Regions from separate parts of the Mus musculus genome. Here all the other regions are linked to region 2. A link is a contact called in public promoter capture Hi-C data. All regions are on one chromosome and are shown on one strand. The core of a region is the stretch at or near the end of the contact, and the rest is flanking DNA. Distances in the headings are between cores, read along the strand shown.

The links. Promoter capture Hi-C pulls out the DNA fragments that hold promoters and counts their contacts.
Region 1: a contact with region 2 is called in a promoter capture Hi-C map of cranial neural crest. The contact joins the promoter of Homez here to the promoter of Rem2 in region 2. A contact is called at or near these places in 1 of 39 promoter capture datasets (cranial neural crest) and 3 of 484 Hi-C or Micro-C datasets (Th1 cells and embryonic stem cells).
Region 3: a promoter capture Hi-C map of embryonic stem cells shows a contact between it and region 2, with 2.4 times the contacts expected there. The contact joins the promoter of Slc7a8 here to the promoter of Rem2 in region 2. A contact is called at or near these places in 3 of 39 promoter capture datasets (embryonic stem cells, neural stem cells and stem cell-derived epiblast-like cells), 1 of 484 Hi-C or Micro-C datasets (uterus), 1 of 115 datasets of contacts at active chromatin or transcription factors (embryonic stem cells) and 1 of 9 other capture datasets (liver).

The regions. Positions count from the first base shown.
Region 1 is chr14:54,862,553-54,866,687 of GRCm38.p6, reverse strand. Homez (homeodomain leucine zipper-encoding gene) reads left to right here and starts at 2,530. Exons shown (of 2, transcript NM_001177705.1): 1 at 2,530-2,747.
Region 2 is chr14:54,473,835-54,477,707 of GRCm38.p6, reverse strand. It overlaps Rem2 (rad and gem related GTP binding protein 2), which reads right to left and starts at 1,608. Exons shown (of 5, transcript NM_080726.3): 1 at 1,334-1,608; 2 at 1-237. The coding sequence starts at 1,436.
Region 3 is chr14:54,779,700-54,783,675 of GRCm38.p6, reverse strand. It overlaps Slc7a8 (solute carrier family 7 (cationic amino acid transporter, y+ system), member 8), which reads left to right and starts at 1,790. Exons shown (of 11, transcript NM_016972.2): 1 at 1,790-2,496. The coding sequence starts at 2,349. It also overlaps a transcript of Rnf212b not described here.

The DNA of each region.
Region 1 (4,135 bases), core at 1,281-3,780, 390 kb before region 2:
TCAGGAGCCAGATGCTGGGATGAAAGCCTGCTAGCTCAAGAGAGGCAGAGAAAGCACCCAGCTGACCTTCCTTTATAGCCATAGTCTCACCAGTGATGCCCCTCTCTCATGATGCTTTTAAAAATCTCCTCCAAACTGAATGTCCCTCCCGTCTACTTCCTCTGGGTCTCAATATCTGATCCCCCTGACTCCCTCATACGATGTTGTTGTTTTTTTTTTTTTCTTAATAACCCTATGTTCACTTCCTGTTAACTGTTGCCTGCTCTGCCTTTGGACCTAAGGTGGACTTTATTTAATTCTGTTTACAGTATTCAAGCAGAAAGCTCTTGGATTAAAAGTGTAGGCTAAGACTGAGCCACACCACAACTAAAAACCGGGTTTTCCAGTAAATGACACAATCTTGGGGTTCCCAGTGTGATCAAATAACCCTGCAACACCTGACAGCTCAAAGAGGTCTTTTAAAAGGACCCCATTTTTCCTTGTTTACCCCCAGTGTCTTGGTCAGGCACTTGACAACATAGATGGCTTTTAATGTTGAGACTGAGTTCGTGAAATGAGGAAAGGGATTGGAGGCAAATAATAGGCTAGCAACAGAAAATACAGCCCAGCGTCAAAGCAGAGATGTTTAAGATGTCTGTCAGCCTGCAAAGAGCTCTAGGTTTTGGAGTGGAACCCTTAAAAAATGAAACGAGATTTGTATCTGGTTTCTTAGAGAGGAAGTGTGAAACGGAATGCTGTCCTTAGTGAATGGAAAACTTGTCCATTCCTGAATTCGGACTGTGGGTGGTTACCTGGAAGGAAGGAGATCCACACAATTGGGTCCATTGCCACTGAATTCATGAGGCTCCACCCACAGTTTACAGAAATGCTCATGGAGGTTGTTGGGGGGGGGAGCTCACAAGGCTCCCTCCATTCCCTGAGGGTATATAAACAGTTAACAAGTGTTGGGATGAGGGAGACACTTACTTCATTAGTACAGACACTGATAAATTGCTCGTACTTCTGTGAATAACGTGATTAAAGTCTGATTCACCAGCTGGGTGGTAGTGGTATAAGTTTATAATCCCAGAACTCAGGAGGCAGAGGCAGACGGATCTCTAAATTTGAGGCCAGCCTGGTCCACAAATCAAGTTCCAGGACAGCCAAGGACCAAGGCTACAGAAAAGAACACTGTCTCAAACACACACACACACACACACCATTCACTAAGCTATACTTGGGTGGAGTCATCCTTTGGCCATCTTTGATAGCCATTTGAATTTTTTGTTAAGATTTATTTTTTAAACGTATGGGGGGGTGGGGGCAACAACATGGGACAGTGTCAGCGCACACGCTCACACAAGGTCTAGAAGAGGGCTTCAGACCGGATAGAGCTGGAGGTACAGCTGACTGTGATATAGGTGCTGGGAATCTATCTCAGGTCCTCTGTCAGAGTAGCATGTGCTCTTAACCCCTGAGCCATCTTTTCAGCCTCCATTTGAGTTCATGTGACAGTAGGTAAGGAAGAGTCGACGGTGAGGTCTGAGAATACAAGCAAAGACTGATACTGCCCTTTTCTTTCTTTTTTTTTTTTTAAAGATTTATTTATTTATTATATGTAAGTACACTGTAGCTGTCTTCAGACACACCAGAAGAGGGCATCAGATCTTGTTACAGATGGTTGTGAGCCACCATGTGGTTGCTGGGATTTGAACTCCGGACCTCTGGAAGAGCAGTCGGGTGCTCTTACCCACCAGCCCTCTTTTTTTTTTTTTGTTTTGAGACAGGGTTTCTCAGTAGACCAGGCTGGTCTCGAACTCAGAAATCCGCCTGCTTCTGCTTCTGAAGTGCTAGGATTAAAGGCATGTGCCACCACTGCTCGGCTGATATTGCCTTTCAGCCAGGGCTATACAGAGAAACCCTGTCTCGGGGGAAAAAAAAAAGTGACCCAAATAACCAAGATTGAGCTTCAAATGTCAACAACACAAGTCACTTCAGAAGTGCTGTTTCCAAGTACAATGGGAAATCCTAAATATTCTAAATTTGGTTGAGAACTTTGTACCCCCAAGTATGGAGAGTATGGTTTAGTGAACAGCACATCTTACTACACCCTAACAGCGAATCCCAGAGTATTTCGTCACTGAGAATACTTTCGCCACATTGACCTCAAAAGTGACCGAAGTCCTGGGTACTTAAGATGCTCGTCTTTCTGGGGGCTAAACATCTGATCCTTCTTGTGCGCATTCTCCGTGGTTTTAAGCGTTTCGTCACGGCTGCCGCTGCTGGTAGCGCTTGTGCTCCAGTTTGACTGGTGGTAGATGTTTTAAAAGGTCTTCCGAGGGCCTTCCTGCGGGACCGGGGGCCAGTTCAGTAAAGAACTTTGGAAGGACCACAGGATGCAGAGGTCCACTGCAGACGCCGAGTCCAGGAAGACATGTTCCCAGCCCCACGCGCCTACACTGACCGGTTCTCCGCAGCCAATCGCGGACCTCTGCTGGGACCCACGCAGCCAATGGCGGACCCAGTACGTTGTGCATCAGCCCGCCCACCAATCCGGACCTCGGCTCCGCCTCCGCCTCCGCGCCGCACTGGTAGGGGCGGAGCGCCTCGGTCCAGGGGTAGGGGGCAGCGGCGGTCCAGGGCTTTGCGTGGCGCCAGGAGCCGGGCGTGCCGCAGCCCCTCGCCCTCTTGGATCCTCTGTCCTCTTCCCCCTTCCCGCCCCGGCCCGCAGTGCGAGGCTGGGAGCCGCCGCCCGGGGCCGCGCCGTGGTGAGTGACCGACCCCCCCAGCCCCTGGGCCTGCCTCCCGGCCGGTGCGAAACCTCCGACCCTCAGAGCCCCATCCTCGTGGTGGGAGGAGAATCCTCCGTTGGAAGTCGTCGGGTTCTGTCCCTCTTTCCTCCCCTGGACTTTCGAATCTGTGTTGTTGTAACTGGGGGAGGCTAAGGAGTGTGTGTAGTGGGGGGATGGGAAAGGTTGGGTCGGGACGCCCTCTGTGAGGATGCAGGTTCACCTGCCTCCTGGAGCTGACCGCCCCATGTACTTGAAACTTTTTGTTCTCTGACCCAGTTCCGGGCCCTTCAGATGCCTCCCGGGCTTCCCCTGTCCCCATGACTACCTCCTGGCGACCTCAACAGGCATTTACAACTAGACCTCACTTATAGGGAGCAGTGCCATTTGGTAATGAAAGGTTAAAAGGAAAAAACCCACAACTGGCCCCCGACTCTTGTGCCCCACCAACCGGAAAACGAAAAGGCCTCACAGGTTCCTGGTGTTGCAACTCAGACTTGTCAGCTGGAAGAAAACTCAAGCTTGAGACTTGTCTGAAAATCAGTGTGGGCCAAGATCGATGCATATTATGAACTCTTAGTCATGTCTCAAATCCATTTATATTGTTAGGATAGGTAGACAGCAGTAGTTGCAAAAGCCAGAAATCAAAAAACTAAGATACATGAATTATCCTAAACCTTACAATTGAAAATAAATATTACCAGTCTTTAGTGTATTGTTTAACTCCTCTTTTTAGTATTAATTGCACACTGAGAACTTTTAAAACTATGAATGCCGGGGCCTAGCAAACACAGAAGTGGATGCTCACAGTCAGCTATTGGATGGGTCACAGGGTCCCCAATGGAGGAGCTAGAGAAAGTACCCAAGGAGCTAAAGGGATCTGCAACCCTATAGGTGGAACAACATCATGAACTAACCAGTATCCCGGAGCACTTGACTCTAGCTGCATATGTATCAAAAGATGGCCTAGTCTGCCATCACAGGAAAGAGAGGCCCATTGGACTTGCAAACTTTATATGCCCCAGTACAGGGGAATGCCAGGGCCAAAAAGTGGGGGTGGGTGGGTGGGAGAGTATGGGGGACTTTTGGGATAGCATTGGAAATGTAAATGAGGAAAATACCTAATTAAAAAAAAGAAAAAGAAATAATTAAAAAAACTATGAATGCCTATGTCCCAGTCCATTAATCAGAAGAGCATGGGACGGAGGTGGCCTTTTAAGTTTCTCAGGTAATTCTAGTATGCCACTCTAGGAGAGAGCTACTCACTTTGATTATGTTATTTCCAGTTAGGCTTTCTTTAAAGTGAAGTGAGATTGGACCTTTGGAAGCTATCTGAGTTGGAACATACGTCACTCTTCCACAGTCGC
Region 2 (3,873 bases), core at 359-2,858:
CATCTTTTTGGGTAAGGGCTGCCTCCCCTGAGCCCAAGGAGTCAGAGGAGCCAGAGGGGGAGGCCTGGGGTGGCCAGTCAAGTTCATCTACAGCTTGGGCCCGCCGCAGCTGGTGTTTGTAGGGCACGGGCATGCTTCCTCTTCGTCTGGGGACCCCAGGAGCAGGAGGAGGCCCGCTCAGGTCCAACTCTGCTAACAGTTTCTCTGGCTTCTGTTTCAGAAGTGTAGTATCTGCTTCTAGGGAGGGGGAGAGAAGGAAGCCATGGGTGAGATATATCTAGACATCGGATGAGCGGTTAATTCAGGCTGCTTCTTCAGCTACACCCAGATAAAGAGCGTGACCCCAAAAGAGCTGAGAGTCATTAGTCTAGCCTTGTGCACTAAAAATTCCCCTGAAACTCAAAAGCAATGAACTTTCAAGGCGCTGGCATGATAGTTTCCCATGTTGATCCTAGCCACAACATGATCAAAACTTGTGTCACTGAGGGAGGTCCTGTGCACAGGGTTACACACCACTCACACCTTACACCGTCATAGGCACGCCCCTACATTAGGCCTAGTGAGTTGGGAAGCTATATCTTCCCTCTAATGGGCCCTGCCTCCTATTTCTTCCTGCACCCCAGTCCCAGACTGGCAGGTGTAGGCAGAATCAGAAACTCCGCAGGGACCTTATTTCTAGGTCTGGGGGAGGAGGGCTAAAGAAGGGGAGCGTACTGTTTCCTGTGTCCCCGTAGGTAGGTGAGCATCGCATGCGTGAGTGTTTGTGTGTGAGAGAGAATCCTCCTGGATCCTTGCCTGTCCTGGCGAGTGGGAGACAATGTTGTGTTCGTGGGGAGGTAGCGGTGGAGAGTGTGTGTGAGGAGGATGACAATTCAGGGGTTGGGGTAACTAGAGGAACAACAACAGACACAACAAAGGGGGATGGAGCGAGGCTATAAATAGCACAGGATCAATATTTGGCAGGCAGCCAACGATGGAGCTAGAAGAAGCCCTTACAACAGGTCCCCAGGGAAGCCCCCTTAGCTGGGGATTCCTAGGTTTGTGGGCTGCTTCTTTTCTTCCCCCTTCCCTTCTGGCAGGCTCTGCCTAACAGGGCTGAGGTTAACCTAGGGGCCAAGTGCCAGTTTCTCTGGCGAAGCCCTGGGAGCGTTGGGGGAGGGGCACCCTGGCAGCTTTCCCCCTTCCCCTTGGCCGTCCGGACCTCAAAAGTGCAGGGGTCTCCCTTGCCGCATTTGCTCTTCCCTTCTCGTTGGATCCTGCCCAGACCTTCCCACCAAAGCTTCAGCTCCCCCACCCACAGCTTTAGCCACATCCTACTCCCCTTAGCCCTCACCTGGTGTGGGTGTCCCCAGTGGGGAGGCCTGGCGGCTGCTGGAAGAACAAAGTGCTACGGTTTCTGTGTCCATGTCCATGTCGGTGTCAAGGTCCGTGTGCATCGGCGTGCATGTGCGAGTGCAGCCCAGCGGCTCAGAGCACCGGTTCCTCACTCAGCAGCACTGTCAGCTTTTCCCTTTAAATACTGCCCCCCCCCATCATATTCCCCACCCCTCCCCGCTCCAGACACCTGGGGAAATTGTCCCGCCTCCTGATGAGGTCACATATGCTAATGAGCAGTGATGTAAGCGGGATTCCCTCCTTCTGTCTCCCTCCTTTTTCTTTGTGTCACTTCCCTCTGGGAGCATACTCCCTGCATAGGCACAGCTTGGCATACGGGCAGAACAGAGCAGTCAGGGGGACGGAAGAAAAGGTTTCAGAGGGCGGTGTGGAGGCAGGGGGCTGCAGATAAAGGAGTTGAGAGTGGCAGGAGGCAGGGACCCTGAGAGCCAGAGGACTTCTGCTCCAGTGTCCAAGACTATAAACCTTGTCTGTTGTTTCCAGCCCCCACCCCATCGTCCAGCTTAGGGTGGGTGCTCAGTGGCTAAAGAGTGTGACAGACGACTAAAGACTAAATGGAAAGACAGAAATGAATCAAGGGATGTGAAGCTGGAGAATGGCCACCCTACTGTCTAGGTCCTTCACTCGGCCTCTTCAGGAGCTACAAAAGTCCTCAGGCAGATGAGAGCTCTGAGGAAGGGAAGCCTCCTTGTGCAGCTTCGTTTCGCCTTCACCGCTAGGCCAGCACAGCCAGGGTTAATCTATGGGAAGCCAGAACCGGCAACTCCTTGACTGTTCCTTGTCTACCCAGCTTCCTTTTCTCTTGGGTCCCCATTCCCGGCAGCCTCCTTCTGCACACACCGTGCCTCTCTGCTTCACCCTATTTTGCCAAGTATCTCTCTTCCTTTTCATAACTAAGGTTTAGAAGGGTTGGTGGTTGGCCTGTCCCCAAAGCATTCTTGCAAAGTGTCACTTTGTATGATTGCCACCTTTAGATTCCCAATGCCTAGACAACCCACGGTCTCTAAACAAAGTGGCTTGTGTTCTCATAAATACACGCAACCTTTTTTAATTGGTGATATATTTTGCCATTCTCCGTGAACTTCTCCCATGGAAGAAACTACAAGTAACTCTGAGAATATGTTGTAGTACCACTTCCCTGGTGATCAGCCCTTGAGCAGGATCTGAAGGGGTCTACAGAACGCACGCTCTTAACTCTACAGCCCCTTCAGTTTCCACTCATAGCCTATTGTTCTGGTTTGCTTCTCTATTGCTGTGATAAAACCTAGAAACAAACTTGGCAGGAAGGGGTTTATTTGGCTAACGGGCTAGAGAGCACCATCAGGGGAAGCCAAGGCAGGAACACAAGAAAGGAGCTTGGCCAGAAATCCTGCCGAGTCTGGATCACTTGGCTGACTTTATATAGTTCAGGGCCCTTGCCCAGAGTAGCACTGCCTACAGTGGGCCAGGACCCCATACCAACTAGCAACCAAGAAAATGCCCCACAGACATGGCCATAGACTAATCTGGCAGAGGTGACTCCTCAATTTAGGTTCCTCTTCCCGGGAGTCACTTTGACAACTGAAACCAATGTGATTCTTATTTTATTCATAAGTTTGCTATACAAAGTATATTCTGTAATAGATGTATACTTGGAGCGGTGACCTTGGTAACCATAGGTTTTTATAAGTGCTCCTTAGCCTTTTTTTTTTTTTTCGAGACAGGGTTTCTCTGTAGCCCTGGCTGTCCTGGAATTCACTTTGTAGACCAGGCTGGCCTCGAACTCAGAAATCCGCCTGCCTCTGCCTCCCAAGTGCTGGGATTAAAGGCACCACGCCCGGCTGCTCCTTAGCCTTTTGAAACATCTCCTCCCTTTCCCCCTAGACAAGATTTCTCTGCAGATCCATGGCTGTCCTGGAACTGTAGACCAGGCTGGCCTCAAACTCAGAGATCTGCCTGCCTCTGCCTCCAAAGATTAAAGGATGTGTACTACCACCAACACCGCTACCCTGCACCTTTTGGAAAATTTTTAAAAAATATAAATTTCTTTATTATGTATAGCGTTCTACCTCATGTATACATGTACACTAGAAGAGGGCATCAGATCTCATTACAGATGGTTGTGAGACACCATGTGGTTGCTGGGAATTGAACTCAGGACCTCTGGGAGAGCAGTCAGTGCTCTTAACCTCTGAGCCATCTCTCCAGCCCCCAGGGAAATCTTCTATTTCAGATTTGTGTGTATGTCATGTAGGTTCCTACAGAGACCAGAAGGTATCAAATCCCATGGACCTTGAGATATTGGCACTTGTGATCCGAGTGTGATCTGAGGTCCTCTGGAAGAGCAGCAACCACTCTTAACTTCTGAGGTACCTGTCCAGCATCCCTCTCCCAACGTGCGAGTATGTGAGTGAGTGTGTGTGTGTGTGTGTGTGTGTGTGTGACTGAATCTTCTTACCTTAGCAGTTCTGGAACTCTGTTCCTCATGCTGTCCTTGAA
Region 3 (3,976 bases), core at 541-3,040, 310 kb before region 2:
GTTTGGTTCGAGATTTATAGAACTTGTAATTGTCTTTATTTTCCAACTTCTCAGATCTGGAGGCTTGCACATTACTCTGTGTTTGCACACCTTTCTGGAGAGATTCCCAAATCCATCACACACTAAGCCTGCGCCATCTAAATGGAAACGACAAAGTATCACTGAAAGAACTCACATTTGAGAAGCAGAAAGGTTTTATCCCTTGATGTTGCGATCTGGGCAGAAGTCTTCAAATTGGATTTGCTTAATAATGAAACCATCAAATGTCCCCGTGTGCTTCCTAAGCTTGTTTAAAAAAAGACCAGAGACAATTCACTTTCCTCCATGTCCCCTCACTTCCTCCCTGGGAGTCTTGTGCTATCTAGCCCAACCTTGTCTGTTTTCTCTGTTGAAAATGATTTACACGATCCCCCACTCTCTTCTCTTTTTGCTGAGGCTTTCAATCTGCTGTATCTTAGAGCAGCAAAAGGAGAAGGAGTTGAGATCTCAACCTTTGAAACCTCTTGATACTTGCTGAGTAGGGTGAGCAAGGGGCAGGCGGGAAGGGAGACCGTTCATTGTCTGGACTTTACCCTATCCGGAAGAGCCGTTCTAGATAGCTTAGCCAACCCCATTCCTAAAGGGCTTAACTTTTTTATTTTCTTGAAAAGTCCAAGTTTTTTAGTGTTTTTCTTAAAAAAATGAGTGAAGCCAAATTTGCGTAATTAGTGGTCAGATTGGGGAATTTAGTTTGTCTTATTGAGACAGAATTTCACTTTGGACCTCTGGCTAGCCTTAAACTCAAGGAGATCTGCCTGCCTCTGCATCCCAAGTGCTCGGATTAAAGATGTGTGTGCCACCAGGCCCTTTGGAATTTTATTTTTTAGACTCATTTTAAAATCAAATCATTTTGTATAGACTATGTAAAAAAAAACTTTAGTTTTTCAGCATGGTCTATAATATTGTTTCATGGTTGTTTTGTTGTTGTTGTTTTCTTCAAAGCACTTTACAGTTAGAAATAGACACAGTTCTTGAGGTGGAGCAACTGTTTTGAATTACATTCTTCAAGGAAATGGGGGTGCAATGTTAATATTCTTAACCATTACCATTCTTAGCATCAACACGTCTGTTTCATGATCGGTGAGGGGCTCACGACCTCCTGTCTGAAGTTCAAATAATTTGTGATAAAATATTAGGGGTCATGGGGCAGGCCAGAATCCTCCTTATCCTGCTTCGGAAAAACGTTGCAACTACCCCATATTCTTCATAATTTTATTTAGCTTTCATGACAGTCCCTAAAAGAAACTCTTCAGCTTAAAGTTCTTCCACATTGCCCCCCCCCACACACACCAAAACCACCCCCTATTTCATGAAACAGCTTGATGGCAATATCTCTGCAGCTTTCTCGACCTTGTCCTCAAATGATCCACACCTAAACATCTTAGTACACTGGCCAGTGTGTTTCTGAAGGCATTAGAAGCCCGCAGAACCGTGTGCCCTTATAGAGTTCACAAATGCTGTGCGACCTGAGATGAAGCCTTGGCTAGTGACTTCCCCCTGCGGCCCACCCTTCCCTTGCTCCCACTATGAAAAGAAAAGAAAATGTTTTAAGCCCCTTCCTCCGTGATCTTTGGGGGTAGGGGGTACTAATAATTAAATAGAAGAAGAGGGAGGAGATGCGGCTTAAGGATGGAGGAGGTGGGGGGCGGAGCCTCGGTCCGCAAATAAACGCCGCAGCCGAAAGGGAAGCACATTCGCGAGCGCAGCAGCCACCCTGCCCTCACAGATGGAGCGATCTGCGGAGTGAGCACGGAGCTCGGAGCCGACAAGGGCGAGAAGGAAGGGGCGACCGCAGCAGGTGGAAACCTGATCCAGAGCCGGCGAGCAAGAAAGTACCTGAGCACGGCTCCTCCTCCGCTCCCTCAGCTAAGAAGAACTACTTTTACCCTCATCGTAGAAGAGACTTAAGGGAAGGTGGAGGCGATCTGTTTCATTAGGAGGGCTGCAGGGAAATCCTGACCAGAGCAAGCCGCCGCCCGGTACACCGAGCAGAGCGATCCTGGGCTTCTGAAGATAAACGCTTTCCGGAGAATTCCAGCTGGAGTCGCTGGTACAGTTCTATTTTTGTATTTATATATATATATATTCTTTGCCTTCCATTTAAAAACACGGCCCTTGTTTGTTAGGCAGTGACACGTGTGACTCTCATTTGCTGTCACTTTTAGAGGGTAGGAGCGCACTCTGTTTTCGGAAAAGGGCGTTCTAATTGGAAACTCTGTTTTTCCACATATCTATACGTTTACACGCACGAGCGTTTAGAAAAAGACTGCTCTTTTTCGCTTTGGGTGGTCGGAACCCTACGGAGAAAGATGGAAAAGGGAGCCCGCCAGCGAAACAACACCGCGAAGAACCACCCGGGTTCTGACACCAGCCCTGAGGCCGAGGCTAGCTCGGGAGGGGGCGGAGTAGCCCTGAAGAAAGAGATCGGATTGGTCAGCGCCTGTGGTATCATTGTAGGTGAGTCCAGGTCCTTTGCGGCCCCCGGCGCCATCCCACCCTCTCTCCGGGGGTCCTTCGAGGGACTTTAACCCCGCCAAAGCCTCAAAGGCAGCTTTGCTTTGTCTGTGACTTGTGTTGTCCAACTGCACCGGTCAAGTCGGAGCTATGGAAGTGATGTCTGTCATACATCGCTTCAGCCAAGCCAGGCTGAGCTGTTCTCTCCTTAGAATAGAACAAACAAGAGTCAGGAACCATACAGGCTCTGCGTCCCAAGTATTGCCTGGGAATTTATTAGAAGTGTAACAAATTCTTTCCGGCTTGTCACTAGGCAGTTCTGATCCAGGAGAGCCTAATTCGGGCTGACACATGGATTTTTAACTAGCTTCTGTGCAGCCACCCTCTGCAGGCTGTGAATCTGTGTTTGAAGCATATTTAGTATTATGTTGTCTTATGTTATGAAGCACTGTGGTGTGTAATGCCTCGAATAGTAAAAAAACAGTAATAAAAATGCTTTATAATCATGGTTCTTCATAGGCTGGCCCATCCTATGAAGCACTTGTGAAACAGATGTGACAGCCGAGCTGTCTCAGATGAGGAAAATATGGAAGGGAGAACCAGCTGACTTGACTGTGTTCTTGAAATGGAGTTTTCCAGGTTTTTTTGTTTTTGTTTTTTTGTTTTTTGTTTTTTTCTGGTTACCTAGTTGGGGGCGCCTGTCTGTTAACACCCACAGAAGACCCTGTGAGGTTCTTAGCGGGAACTGGGAGGTGGTAGATTGTGGGGTACAGGAGGAATTCATGGGTGAAATGTGTGCTCTGGCTTGGAAGCTCTTTAGGAGAGGAGCTGGGTGATCCAGAGAGAACCAGTATAGGTCTCGCTTCCCAAGAGCACATGTGCAAGGCTCGGGCTTCCAGAGACAACTCCCTTGCCTACGTAGGACACTCTTGTCTTTGCAAGGAAGCCCTGCAAATGGGTGCTGGGCTGTGGCTCATCACTGCCCTCTCTCCCAAAGGGGGCTTTGGTCTGCTATCTTTGGTGGAGGGCTTTGTCCCAGGGAAAGTACGACAAGACTCTCAGTCTCAGACGCGTCTCCGTGTTCTCTCTCTCCGGAGTTCCTTGGTGAAGGTATACTGTTTCTTGCTGCCCATAAACTAGTTTCTGTTGGTGTAACAGTGTTCCGTGAACAGCTCAGGGACATTTGGCACCAGAGAAAGAGTGACACTGGAGAACATCCTTGAAGTCAAATAAAATCAGTACAGCATTCAGATAATCCTCTTCACCTCTCCACCCCGACTTCAGTGACCATGTTCTTTCCAACCCCTTTTCAAAATGGAATGTTATCTAATTACTCCAAATCCTTACAGTTATAAAGAAACAATGCTCTGAGGGAACAGATCTACAAAACAGCCGTCATGATCTGAAGCTCGCATTATCTGGTCTTATCATATTTTTTAATTCAACACAACCTGTAGAACACATGCCAATTTAAGATCTATAA